2 separate regions of the Mus musculus genome follow, and region 1 is linked to region 2. A link is a contact called in public Hi-C data. All regions are on one chromosome and are shown on one strand. Each heading gives the region's core, a stretch centred on a gene start, on an enhancer-like site or on the middle of the called end of the contact. The rest is flanking DNA. Distances are from core to core; before and after follow the strand shown.

Region 1 (5,704 bases), core at 1,944-4,443, 250 kb after region 2:
TTTAGCATTTACATTTTTATATTGGATCTAAGCCAACTATTTTTACATGGTGTGATGCAAAGATCTAACTTCATTGTTTTACATCGTGCTGTCCAGTTGTCCCACTCAGTGATCTTGGACCCTGCTACAGAAAATCACATGACTGTAAATGTGCCTTATTCTTCATCTCTGAGCTCAGTTCCATCACCTATGCATCTGTCCTTAAGTGACCATAATACTCCTAGATTACCATCACTTTGTAGTTAAGTTTGAATATTAGAAAGTATGGGTTTCCCACGTTTTGTCCTTTATTTTCAAGACTATCTGGACCATTCCTGGTTGGATTTGTATATAAATTTTGGGACCAGCCTCTCAGTTTGTGCAGAGGAGCTGTGATTCACAGCTCCATTGGACCATGCTGAACCTGTCATCTTATTTCTTGCAGTTCCTTATGTATTAATGATGGGCACACCTTCAGTCCTTCATGTACAAACTGATGAAGCCTGAGTCCTCCTCTGTGTTCCTCTCCTGCTAGTCATCACTAACCCCCCACCCCTCTCTCTCTCTCATCACACACTGAATCCAGCCTCACAAACCACAGTGGATCCACCAATAGCTTCCACTACTTGCCCTGCCTCAACTCTCTTTCGTGTTTAATCCTTCACACAAACTACTAATAAGCTAATTTTCCTTAGGAAAAGTTTCAATCAAGTCACTTGTCTTATCCCAAATCCTTCAATGTTCCTCTACTTTAGGTTATGATTCAAAGTCCCTCCTGATCTACCTCTGGCTTGCCTTTAAAATCCTATTGCTCAATAAGCCTTGACCTGTGATGTCACCCCACAGGCAACTGCTTACCTCACTCACTGTGCGTCTTCATGTAAGTAGGCCTTTTGTCACATGTCGCCTTGTGGCTAAACACTACCTTTTTCCATGTCTACGTTATAGCCATAGTCATTCTTTAAATTCCATCTCCTCCATAAATGGAAAAAATACTAGGAGCTAATATTTTTTGAGGACTTTACCCAGGAAGGATACAGTACTGTTCTATGAACTTTATTTGTATTAACACATTTTAGACCTCATAAAAATATAAGGCAGGTGTGTCATGAAATTTATTTTCTAGATGAGAAAACTGCAGCACAGAGTTCAGAAGTCTACAGAGTATCACACATTTATTAAGTTTCAGAACTGCAGCCTGTCACCAGAGTTGGACCTTTAAATTATTACAATTTACCTGCTTCTATGACTTTCTGAACTATATGGTTTGGCAGGTCAAGCACCAGCTATGTCACCTAGGTTGTTACCACAAGCAGGGCCATGGCAGAGTATTACTTTTAAGTACTAATTTTCTCAAGCAAACTCTGATTTTATTATTTCCTCATTTTTAAAAGCCTTCACTGGTTTGCCTAGTGCTGACAGAATACGGTACAAATTTTTATAGCTAAGAGTTTGAGCTCTGCTTTTCCAGTCTTTGGGACTTCTGCCTCTCACCCACTTTACAGTCCAGCCAAGCTGAACCACTGCTCCTCTCCAACAGCACCTTCTTCCAACCCTGGTCTCACTGTTCCCTTTCTACACAATTATCCTTCCCGGCAATTTCTGTATATTCAAACTTGACCCAGATTTTATAAATATGCATAGACACTTTCTAAAGATGTAGTAATTAGGTACCCTTTAGAACCCAGATCAAATGTTACCTCCTTAATTAAGCCTTTTTCTGAAGTATTTATCTCCTCTGAATGCCTATAGCATCCTAAATTTTATGGTTCTTGTAACTTCCCATGTTTTGTTTTATTCAAATGTGTGTGAATATGAAAATCAATCTCTATCTAACATTTTAAAAATTTCCCTAACTTCCTTGAACGTAGAATCAATACTTTAGACATAGTAGACATTCAATAAATAGTCATTAAACGAGTAAGTGAATGAAATGCCACCCCAGATAGCTTTTGGGAAACCTTCCCTAACGGCTTTAACACTGCTACTCCGTGCCCTGTAAATCATTAATTTTAAGTTTTTATGAAAGTATAAAATCTCTTCCCCAGAAGGGAGGGGGAAGACAGGCATCTCATTACACTACATTAGTAAGCTCCTTATAAACACACAAGACATGCATTTGAAATGCAGTTTTCTTGATGAGAAACCTGATCCCCCAGCCTTCAGTCTGGTTTTCAGAGGGGGCTATGCAAATGAGGAGAAGCAGGCACAGAAACTTCAGCAGGTCTTTATTTGGGGGAGGATGTTTGAGCCTGAGGAGAAGAAAAGCTAGGGGTGATGACAGGCAAAGTACTTGGAGGTAAAAGAAAAGCCCCCAAACCTCTGAGGTGTTCACCCACAGCTTCTGCTCTGCACCCTTGACATTATTCCCTGGCGCCATTTTCCCTCCAGCACTGGGTGGTGGTGTCAGGGGAGTGGAGAGCATGTGTTTATTATTGGTTTGTTAGGGAATTATGAAACTAAAGTTCTCACTCCCAGGTAATGGGATGCCAGACTGACAGTGTTACAGTCATGATCATGGCTGCTGATAGGGCACAGTAACCCTAACTTGTCTGCCTAGCCAGGCCCGTGAGAGAGACAGGCTGCCAGCGGGTCCCATTTCCTGACTTTTGCTTATATCTCACCTCTGTAAGGCAAGCATCTCCCATGTTTTCTAACAAGCACTAGCAACCCTCTAGAGCAGTGTTTTTCAACCTGTGGGTCACGACCCCTCTGGAGTCAAGGAACCCTTTTATGGGGGTTGCAAATCAGATATCCTGCATATCAGATATCAGTTCATAACAGTGGCAAAATTACAGTTATAAAGCTGCAACGAAAATATTTTTATGTTTGGGGGTCACCACAAACGAGGAATTGACTGTATTAAGGGGCCACAGCACTAGGAAGACTGAGAACCACTGCTCTAGGTACTCCCTCACTAGATATAAAAATGAGAAACTTAAAAGTTGACAAACTGTTTAGCCAGCTGCAGATGGAGAGTACTAATGCATTGAGCCCCCACAGTCAGCCTGAGAGACGTTCTTGCCAGCAGCAAAGCTCCTCTCTAAGATATAAATACTAAAGTCACTGCATTTGATGGAATTCAGAAGAGGGCTCTGTCAGAGACCCAAAGAATCACTCATCAGTCCCGAATGTGAGGCCGGTCAACTTTTCTTCTCTGTGTGTTTTCTATACTTTTGCAATCCTATCTCAACTCAGGTACTGCTGACTCATTCTGCAAAGACTCAAGCTGTCAGGGGACTCAGCATATGGCGAATGCCTCAGTGATTTCAGATCTATTACAAATAGTTGTGGGAGGCAGGAATTGGAGTGGGGCTCCCTGCAGTGAGGATGATGTGTCATTTCTTTGGGGGGCCACGGGTGCCTCTTGGACACATTTAAGGCATTTAATTTCCTATGTTGTTTTTTTTTTTCTCTGCTTTTAGCATCAGGCAAGCTGTACTGGTTTCCCAGACATCTAAAACATCCAAACCTATAAAATAAAAACCAAATCTTAAAACTCTCCAAATTCACCAACCAACCCACAACCTGTCCTCTCTTTTTTTCTTTTAATTTTTATGACGTAGCACTTTAAAGGAATATTTTTTTTTCCTCTCATTGCTGAGCCCATTACATAAAAACATAGATTCTAATTGGCATCTCTTTCTATGCTGGCCTTGTAGTATACGTAATTCTCTCATTAATTATATTTCACCTTGGCAACAGGAAGGGATGTACACTATTTTTAGTGTATTATTACTTATCTCTTGCTGTACTTCTTGGAAGTAAACCATTCTCATTCACTCACACAAGAGTGAGTGAGTCATACAGAATTAAAGGACCATGCCAGTGGCCCAGAGTGACTCGTCAGAGCTAGAATTAGTATACAAATTCCAATTCGAATCCAATGGTGTCATCACTGAGTCCCATGGCTTTAAGGCTTTTTTTCATTCTGAAAGGCTAGACACCCCCACTCCCCGCCCCCCAGCAAGCAGGGTAGATATTATCTTGGCAGGTGGTGGGCTGGACAGAGAGGCAGGTCTGGAAGACAATGGAAAGAATATGAATCCTAACGCTTGCTGTGCTAATAGCCCACTATGTGTTCTGGGATAGGACATTTCACTGCTCTGTAACCACCAGGAGTGCCCATGGTGCAAATTACATTCGGCTTTGTGTCATATTGTTTGAGCATATATCTCCTCAGCCCCGCTTTGCAAACTCCGCAGTACCTAGTTCAGGGAGAAGACTGGCACGGAGTCAGAAGAGCCTGGATCCAGTGTGTGTGTGGTGACATGTGCAGATCACTTTGTTTTTGAGCCTTGTTTTCCTTCTCTATAAACCAAGAATGATATTCTCCCTCTCATATGTTATTGTAGAGATTAAATGATACAACATTTGTGAATGTCTTCTCCCAGCATTAGGCACATAGTAAGCACTGCATAATGCTGGATGAATAAATGAATGGCTTTAAGTCAGGCCCTTTGAGTGCTATGTTAATTCTTAAAGCCCGTTAGGATTCTGTGGAGTTCAGCACAGCACACCATAGCAGTGACTTCCTGAGTAATACTCTAATGGTCCCCAAAGGCAGAGAGAAATTTCATAGTGTCACTGCCTGGTTATACCTGTTCTGGGAATACAGTAATTCATTTTCCAGTGCTGCCAATCTATTACCTTTCACCAAACACAAAATTCACTTTAAGAGGGGGCAGAAACACAAGTGCCTTTCTGTTATATAGAGGCTGGAAGAATATATTATTAAAATCGAAACCAACTTCTCTGATTTCTTAGGCAAAAAAATCAGATTGGAAGCCAAAGAGCTATTTGGCCTTTGCAGACCCTGGCTAGTGATGCCCTTGGGGAAAGGCGAGGGCTGGAGCCATTCCAAGCTGTAGTTGCACCGACGACCATGGACTTCCTGCCCATGCTGATGTTCTCCATACTTGTCTCTACTCTCTCACCAAGCCTCGAAGAATTCACAGTTTACCCAGAGCACACCTCAGTTCATGTAGGGTAAAATTTAGGCAGGTATCTCTGCTTTTCATTTCCTAATCATATTTCTTCTTGCCCTTTAAAATCTCTCTTTCACTGCAATCACACTGCTTTGCAAACTTACGTGGACAATAATGACTTGTTAACAATAAACATGGCCCTAGCCCTTCCCTTGCCCTTTCTGACTCAGGGGGGCCTCACTGAGATTCAAAGGCGAAATCCTGCCATATAGTTAGCACCTGGTGCAGCTCATCACAATATAATATCCTCTCCCAGGTGATTGGAAATCGGCGCAATGCTGTCACACAATGAGGTGTGCAAGAAAGAGTTTGGGGATTGATTTCCATCATTAACTTGCTATTGCATGGTTTTTGTGGGACTTAAAAAGAAATGCAGTTTTATTACTTTTAAGTACCGCACATAGAGTAACTCCAACTTATCATATTTTGGCAGTTATTTTTCTGGGGCAGGATGTATTTTAAACATGTCTACGTTGGAGTGTCTGGTGGATCATTTAGGATCAGTGTCCTGTTGCTTGATGAAATCCAGATCACTTCAATGAAATCCAGATGGGGAAACTGGGTCTCTGGCAATGGCTGCCAGATCTTCTCCATATGAAATCTCTCTAGTCTGTATGCAAATTCAAAACTCTATATCCTGGAAATCCCAAACCAATCAAATGGCGCTCAGCTTCTTAGTTACTGGACTAAACACAGGGAAGCGATTCATTCTTCCCTAAGGAAATAAGCATTTCTTA
Region 2 (6,147 bases), core at 2,079-4,578:
ACACAGCCAGGAGCTTGGCCAGTCTCGGCCTTTGAAGGTATGGAGAAAAGGCACAGAACTAATGCCAGGGCGTGTTATGGCACGTCCCAGGGTGGAGTGGACAGCTCCCATTCCCTCTCAGCACTCCTTCCAAGAATTGATGTTTGATGCCAGACTCTTTCCCAGTAACCAAGCACTGTGTCCTTACCAGGTGAAGGAATCAAGGTTCAGAGAGGTGAGTCACCTTGTGCCTTGGAATTCAGTGAGACCAGATACCCAGGTAGCAAGAAAATGATGAGCACACCTTTCAGTGAGCAGATAGCTCGAGAAGATCGATTTGGGACCTGTAACACTAAGGAGCTTCTGGGAATGATCTTTAGTTTGCCAGGAATTCTCAACTCTGTATTCATAGTAGATGTACTAGGAATCTTTTCTTTTCTTTTTTTTTTTTTCTTTTTCTATATTTTTTTTTTTCAAGACAGGGTTTCTCTGGATAGCCCTGGCTGTCCTGGAACTCACTCTGTAGACCAGGTTGGCCTCAAACTCAGAAATCCGCCTGCCTCTGCCTCCCAAGTGCTGGGATTAAAGGTGTATGCCACCACCGCCCGGCTTAAGGATTTATTTTTATTATATTTAATGCTTGTGTATGTTTGCCGGTATTCTTGGGGACCAGAGATGTTGGGTTCCTTGGAACTAGAGTTACAGGCAGCTGTGGGCTGCCCATTGTGGGTGCTGAAAAGCTTAAGGTCCTCTGAAAGAGTAGTACACATTCCTGATCACTGAGTTATCTCCCCAGCCCCCCTAGAGATCGTTTTGAGATCTTTTTTTAAAAGGCTTATTAATTTACTATGTGTACAGTATTCTGCCTACATGTAGGCCTACACACCAAAAGCACCAGATCCCATTACAGATGGTTGTGAGCCACCATGTGGTTGCTAGGAATTGAATTCAGGACCTCTGGAAGAAGGGCCAGTACTCTTTTTTTTTTTTTTTCTTTTTATGTACGTACACTATAGCTGTCTTCAGACACTCCAGAAGAGAGAGTCAGATCTCATTACAGATGGTTGTGAGCCACCATGTGATTGCTGGGATTTGAACTCCGGACCTTTGGAAGAGCAGTCGGGTGCTCTTACCCACTGAGCCATCTCGCTAGCCCAGGGCCAGTACTCTTAACCACATAGATTTATGCTGAGCATGGTGGCACATGCCTTTAATCACAGCACTTGGGAGTTAGAACTCTATGAGTTTGAGGCTAACCTGGTCTACATAGCAAGTTCCAGGCCAGATGATCCTGTCTCAATAAAACAAACAAACAACATAGATTCAGGTTTTTCCATTATAGCAATGGCAGAAATAAACAAACAAACAAACAAACAAACACCAGACAACAAAAATAACATACAAGGGAATGCCACGCGTTAAAAGCAAATGAACTTCTTGACCAGTGCAATGATTTGGGTGACTCTCAGTGGCACTATACTGAGGGAGACGGACCAGTCTCTAAATGTTATCACTGCTTGACTTGGTTTCTACGAAGTTCAAGAACAATCGATATGAATCCCTAATGGAAATCAGTATGGAGGTTGCCTTTGGCAGGGGTCCACATATTCGGGGACACTAGAGCAATGGAAATGCTTTTTTTAAAATCTGTCTTATTAAATACTGTCTTAATTATGATTACTGTTGCTGTGATGAGACACAGTGGCATTAGTAAGAAAGGTTGATTTGGCTTATGTATCCTGAGTCACAGACCATTGAGGGAAACCAAAGCAGGAACTAAAACCAGGTGGGAACCTGAAGGCAGAAGCTGGCAAAGGAGCGCTGCTTACTGGCTTGTTCCTCACTGCTTCCTCAGCTTGTTTGCTTATAGAAGCTTTGCTCGGCTTTGCTCACAGATCTTATGGAGGCATTTTCTCAATTGAATTTCCCTCCTCTCAAGAGGACTCTAAACCGGGCGGTGGTGGCGCACGCCTTTTATCCCAGCACTTGGGAGGCAGAGGCAGGTGGATCTCTGTGATCGAGGCCAGTGTGGTCTACAGAGTGAGTTCCAGGACAGCCAGAGAAACCCTGTCTCGACCCCCGCCTCCCCCAAAAAAAAGGACTCTAACTTGTGTCAAGTTCACATAAAGCTGGGCAGGACAGACACTTAAGACCTATATATTTTATTATATCTAAATTATGCCTCATTTTTAAAAAAATGCCCACATTCCATCCCTTACTAAATCAATATCTAGAGTTAGGGCCTATGCAAAGATACTTTAAATTTTTTCCCAGGGCTAGGAATCTAGTTAGAGAGGGAGAGCACTCATTTAGTATGTGTAAGATATTGGGTCCAATTCCTAACATTAATATATATATATATATATATATATATATATAACCATCTCTAATGGAATCTGATGCCCTCATCTAGTGTGTCTGAAGACAGTTACTATATATCTGTATCTACATCTACATCTATATCTATATATCTATATCTATATAGTCTTAGACTGGTGTAATGGCACATACTTTTATCCCAACACATAGGAGGCTGAAGCAAGAGAATTGTGAGTTCAAAGTCATCCTGGGCTACATAGCTTACTTAGACTTCAGGCACAGAGTGGTTGGAGCAAGAAATATTTGGATGGTGCTGACTTATTTTCAAAGCCTTTTGGCAAGGCTTTCAGATTTGGAGGGGGGAGAAGGAGTTGGAGGTGAAAGGGTTATTTTTCATCTCCTTGAAGGGAACAGAACTGAATTTAATCTTAAGGTCTGGATGTGGCTAACTTATTAACACAGTTTTCCCTATTCACTAGCTGTGATTCTCCTTGACTAGGAGAGCTGCTTTTGAATTATCGCCTTTGAATTATAGTGAGTCATCGCAGGCAATAAAACAGCACTTCTTTGTCAATATTCTCTGCTTCCAATTTGTCACTAATTCCAGCTGGCCTCCTCCCAGCAGATCTGAACAACCGGAAGGCAGCCTGAATAGGATTTGATCAATGGCTCGCCCCCGCTGGATGAGCTTGAGGTTGTCTCTGTGGGCCCTGTCCTTAAAAGGTGTTCCAAAGGTGGTGATTTTTGTACAGAATAGAAGAGAGCTACCAGGGGCCTTGCTCCTGCTGTGCTACAATGGCAGGCTGTGGGGAGGCAGAAAGCTGAGAGGAGCAGAGACACAGGGCAGCTCCAGGGAAATGAGAGCTGAGTTAATCTATTGTAATGCTGTAACGTTAGCAGGCCCTTGTTTTGTAGTTTACAAACTATTCCAGGCAGCACCTCATTTCCACCCCAGACTGGTACTGACAGAGAAACTGGGGCCAGTGAGGTGGCAACGAGGGGCCATGGCCTCCCTGCTTCCGGTGCCTTTGGTCCTGCAGGCGGATTAGTCCAGCTCCTGGCCTGATCTCTCCTCCACTCACTGAGCCCGGGCAGCTGCTGTGTCATTTCCCTGGAACATCAGAAATGCCAGGAAGCATGCAAATGAATCCCTGGGAGACATAGCCCTGAGCAAAACAACTTCCAGCTTAGCAGCAGTAATTGCTACCCCGAGATGATAGCCTGTACCCAGATGTACCCAGATGTGTGGGAAGGAGGAGATGGGGGAAGAGAAAGGATGGGAAAACGAGAAGGGAGCAGACATACTAAGCAAGTGGCCCTGCCAGGGTTGGGGCTTTATGGAGGGGTGACAGGAAGAGAGTGAGTCAGACACCGAAGTGGGCTCTGTCCTGTTTGTCTGCAGACTGGAGTGTTCTGGACAAGCAGAGCAGAGCATTTAAGTCATTACATATGGGGCCCCTTTGATAGTGGGCACTTTCCTTGGTCCTGGGAATGCAAAGCCAGGAGATGTCAATTCCTGTCCACAGAATGACCCATAACTCCTGGGAGAGTGAGTGGTGAGTGTAGAGAAAGATCCAGTCATAATGGCTATCATTCATTCATTCAGTATTTATTTACTTACTTAGTTGGTTTTGGTTTGGAAATTTTGTCTTTTAAGAAGGTTCTCCCCAGCCAGGCAATAATGGCACAGGCCTTTGATCCCACACTGTGGGCAGGCGGTGGCAGGGGGGTGGGGTGGGGGGGATAGCACAAGGATCTCTGAATTTAAGGACAGCCTGGTCTACAGAGCGAGTTCCAGATTAACCAGGGCTACGCAGAGAAACCCTGTCTCAAAAACAAAACAAAACAAAACAGCTCTCTTCATAGCCCAGACTGGCCTCAGACTTGTGGCTCTCATTGTGCTTCAGCCTCAGGTGCTGGTATAATCCATGTGCAAGCCAACACAGCCATCTTCAATCATTATTTATTAATCACTTACTATATGGCAGACATTGTGTTAGGGATACAGTAGTGAACAAAACACACCAGAATTTCCACCGGCATGAAGCTTACCTTTAAGGGAAGGGAGGTAACAAATTGTACAACTAAATCAGTGTTAGCCGTACTCACCCTGATTCGTTAGAGACCCGGAGCCAATGGGATGGAAGCATGCCAAAACACTCTTATTGTAAGGACTCAGCCAATTCAAAACTATTTTTAAGGATTTATTATATGTGTATGGGTGTTTTGTGTGTGTGCTATGTATGTGCCTGGTACCCATAGAGGCCAGAAGAAGGCATCTGGTCCCCTAGAACTGGTGTTACAGGTGGTTGTAATCTGCCATATGGGTGTTTGAAACCAAACCTGGGTCCTTTGCCCACCTCCCCCCCCCCCCCGTATGTATAACATACAAGAAGGAACAGTGGAAAAAGAAGCAGAAAGGTGGTAGAATGGCCCACTGAAGCTATTTGAGTAACAGAGGAATTTGTACTACACACAAAATGAGAGCCCTTACAGATATGAGAGTGGGGCAGTGACCCAATGTATACATAATGTATACATAACTCTGGAGACAGAGGCAGGTAGATCTCTAGTTCTAAGCCAGCATATGTACAAAATGAGTTCTAGGCCAGCCAAGGGCTACAATATTGTCAGTCTTTCTCTTCCTCTCTTTCTCCTTCCCTCCCTCTCTCTCTCCCTCCGTCTCTTTACACGCTCGCGCACACACACACACAAACAAATTTGTCAGGTGGTGATGGTGCATGCCTTTAATTTCAGCACTTGGGAGGCAGAGGTAGGCAGATAGATCTCTGAGTTTGAGGCCAGCCGGGTCTATAGAGTGAGTTCCAGGACAGCCAGGGCTGTACAGAGAATCCCTGTCTTACCCCATCCCCAAACAATCACAGTTGAGAATGAGAGACATAGAAAGCTATTGTGACAACCTCACCCCCACCCCAAAGAGAAACAGTCTAGACAGAAAGACATTGAAGAAAACTCTTAAAAATTGTGATAGGGGGTCCTGAAGTTCTTCATATCTGATGGCTTTTGGCAGCAAAAACAGTCAGTGCTCTTATTACCCGCTGAGCCATCTCGCCAGCCCCGCTGTTTTGTTGTTGATGTTGTTATTTTGTTTTCAGAACTTCAGAACAAAGGGCCCTGCTTATGAGTTATACCTCCAGCCTTCCCTGTTCAAGTATTGATATTATACCTGGGTGTCTTCAGAGATACCCAGAAATGATGTTTAACCAAGTTTCTAGAGCCAGGTAGACTGGCAAATGCTTCTAATTGAAACTCTTGCAGGTGGTAACAGGGCACTCAGGAGTTTAAGGTCAGCTAAATAGGGAGTCTGCAGCCAAGTTGGACAACATGAGACCTAGTCTCAAATTCCTTTCGTTGTGCTCCCTGTGGTGTTGTCAAGTTGACAGATAAAATAAACCATCACAGTTGGTGATAGGGCAAGCAAATAGAACTGCTGGTGGGATGCTGGTGGGATGCTGGCTGCACACTTATATCGAATGATGGGGGGAGGTTTTACTGAGTATGTATCGTTCAAATGAAGATTTGAAAGCAATGAGTGAAGCTGGACATGGTGCTGGACACATTGAATTCCAGCACTTTTAATGCCTCAGTGGGTGGGTCTATGAGTTCAAGGCCAGTTTAGTCTACAGAGTAAGTTCCAGGACAGTCAGGGATACACAGAGAAACCCTGTCTTGGGGAAAAAAATAAAAACCAAAACAGAAAGGAAAAAGAAAGAGATCAGCAAGTGAGCAGGCATGCAGATTTGTAAGTGTTCCAGGCAGCAGCAATAGGCACAAAGGCCCTGAGGCAAGAGAGTCTGTGTTGTGTTGGCCGTGCCTGGAACCCAGCCC

The links. Hi-C and Micro-C count contacts between places; a contact is called where the count stands out from the background.
Region 1: a Hi-C map of the N1E-115 cell line shows a contact between it and region 2, with 3 times the contacts expected there. The contact joins two enhancer-like sites. A contact is called at or near these places in 2 of 39 promoter capture datasets (hippocampal neurons and liver) and 1 of 484 Hi-C or Micro-C datasets (the N1E-115 cell line).

Annotation. Positions count from the first base shown.
Region 1 is chrX:102,413,363-102,419,066 of GRCm38.p6, forward strand. The region is part of intron 7 of Hdac8 (histone deacetylase 8); the gene reads right to left. All of the region lies in intron 4 of Gm32262 (a long non-coding RNA gene), which reads left to right. Among named protein-coding and RNA genes, the nearest start is that of Hdac8, 89 kb to the right of the region's middle. Within about 2 kb of position 3,194, at least 6 of the 459 cell types and tissues checked have an H3K27ac peak or open chromatin away from gene starts, as enhancers often do. A contact at or near this core is called in the N1E-115 cell line, where this site is marked.
Region 2 is chrX:102,163,818-102,169,964 of GRCm38.p6, forward strand. No RefSeq gene overlaps it. Among named protein-coding and RNA genes, the nearest start is that of Ercc6l, 9.8 kb to the left of the region's middle. Within about 2 kb of position 3,329, at least 54 of the 459 cell types and tissues checked have an H3K27ac peak or open chromatin away from gene starts, as enhancers often do. A contact at or near this core is called in the N1E-115 cell line, where this site is marked.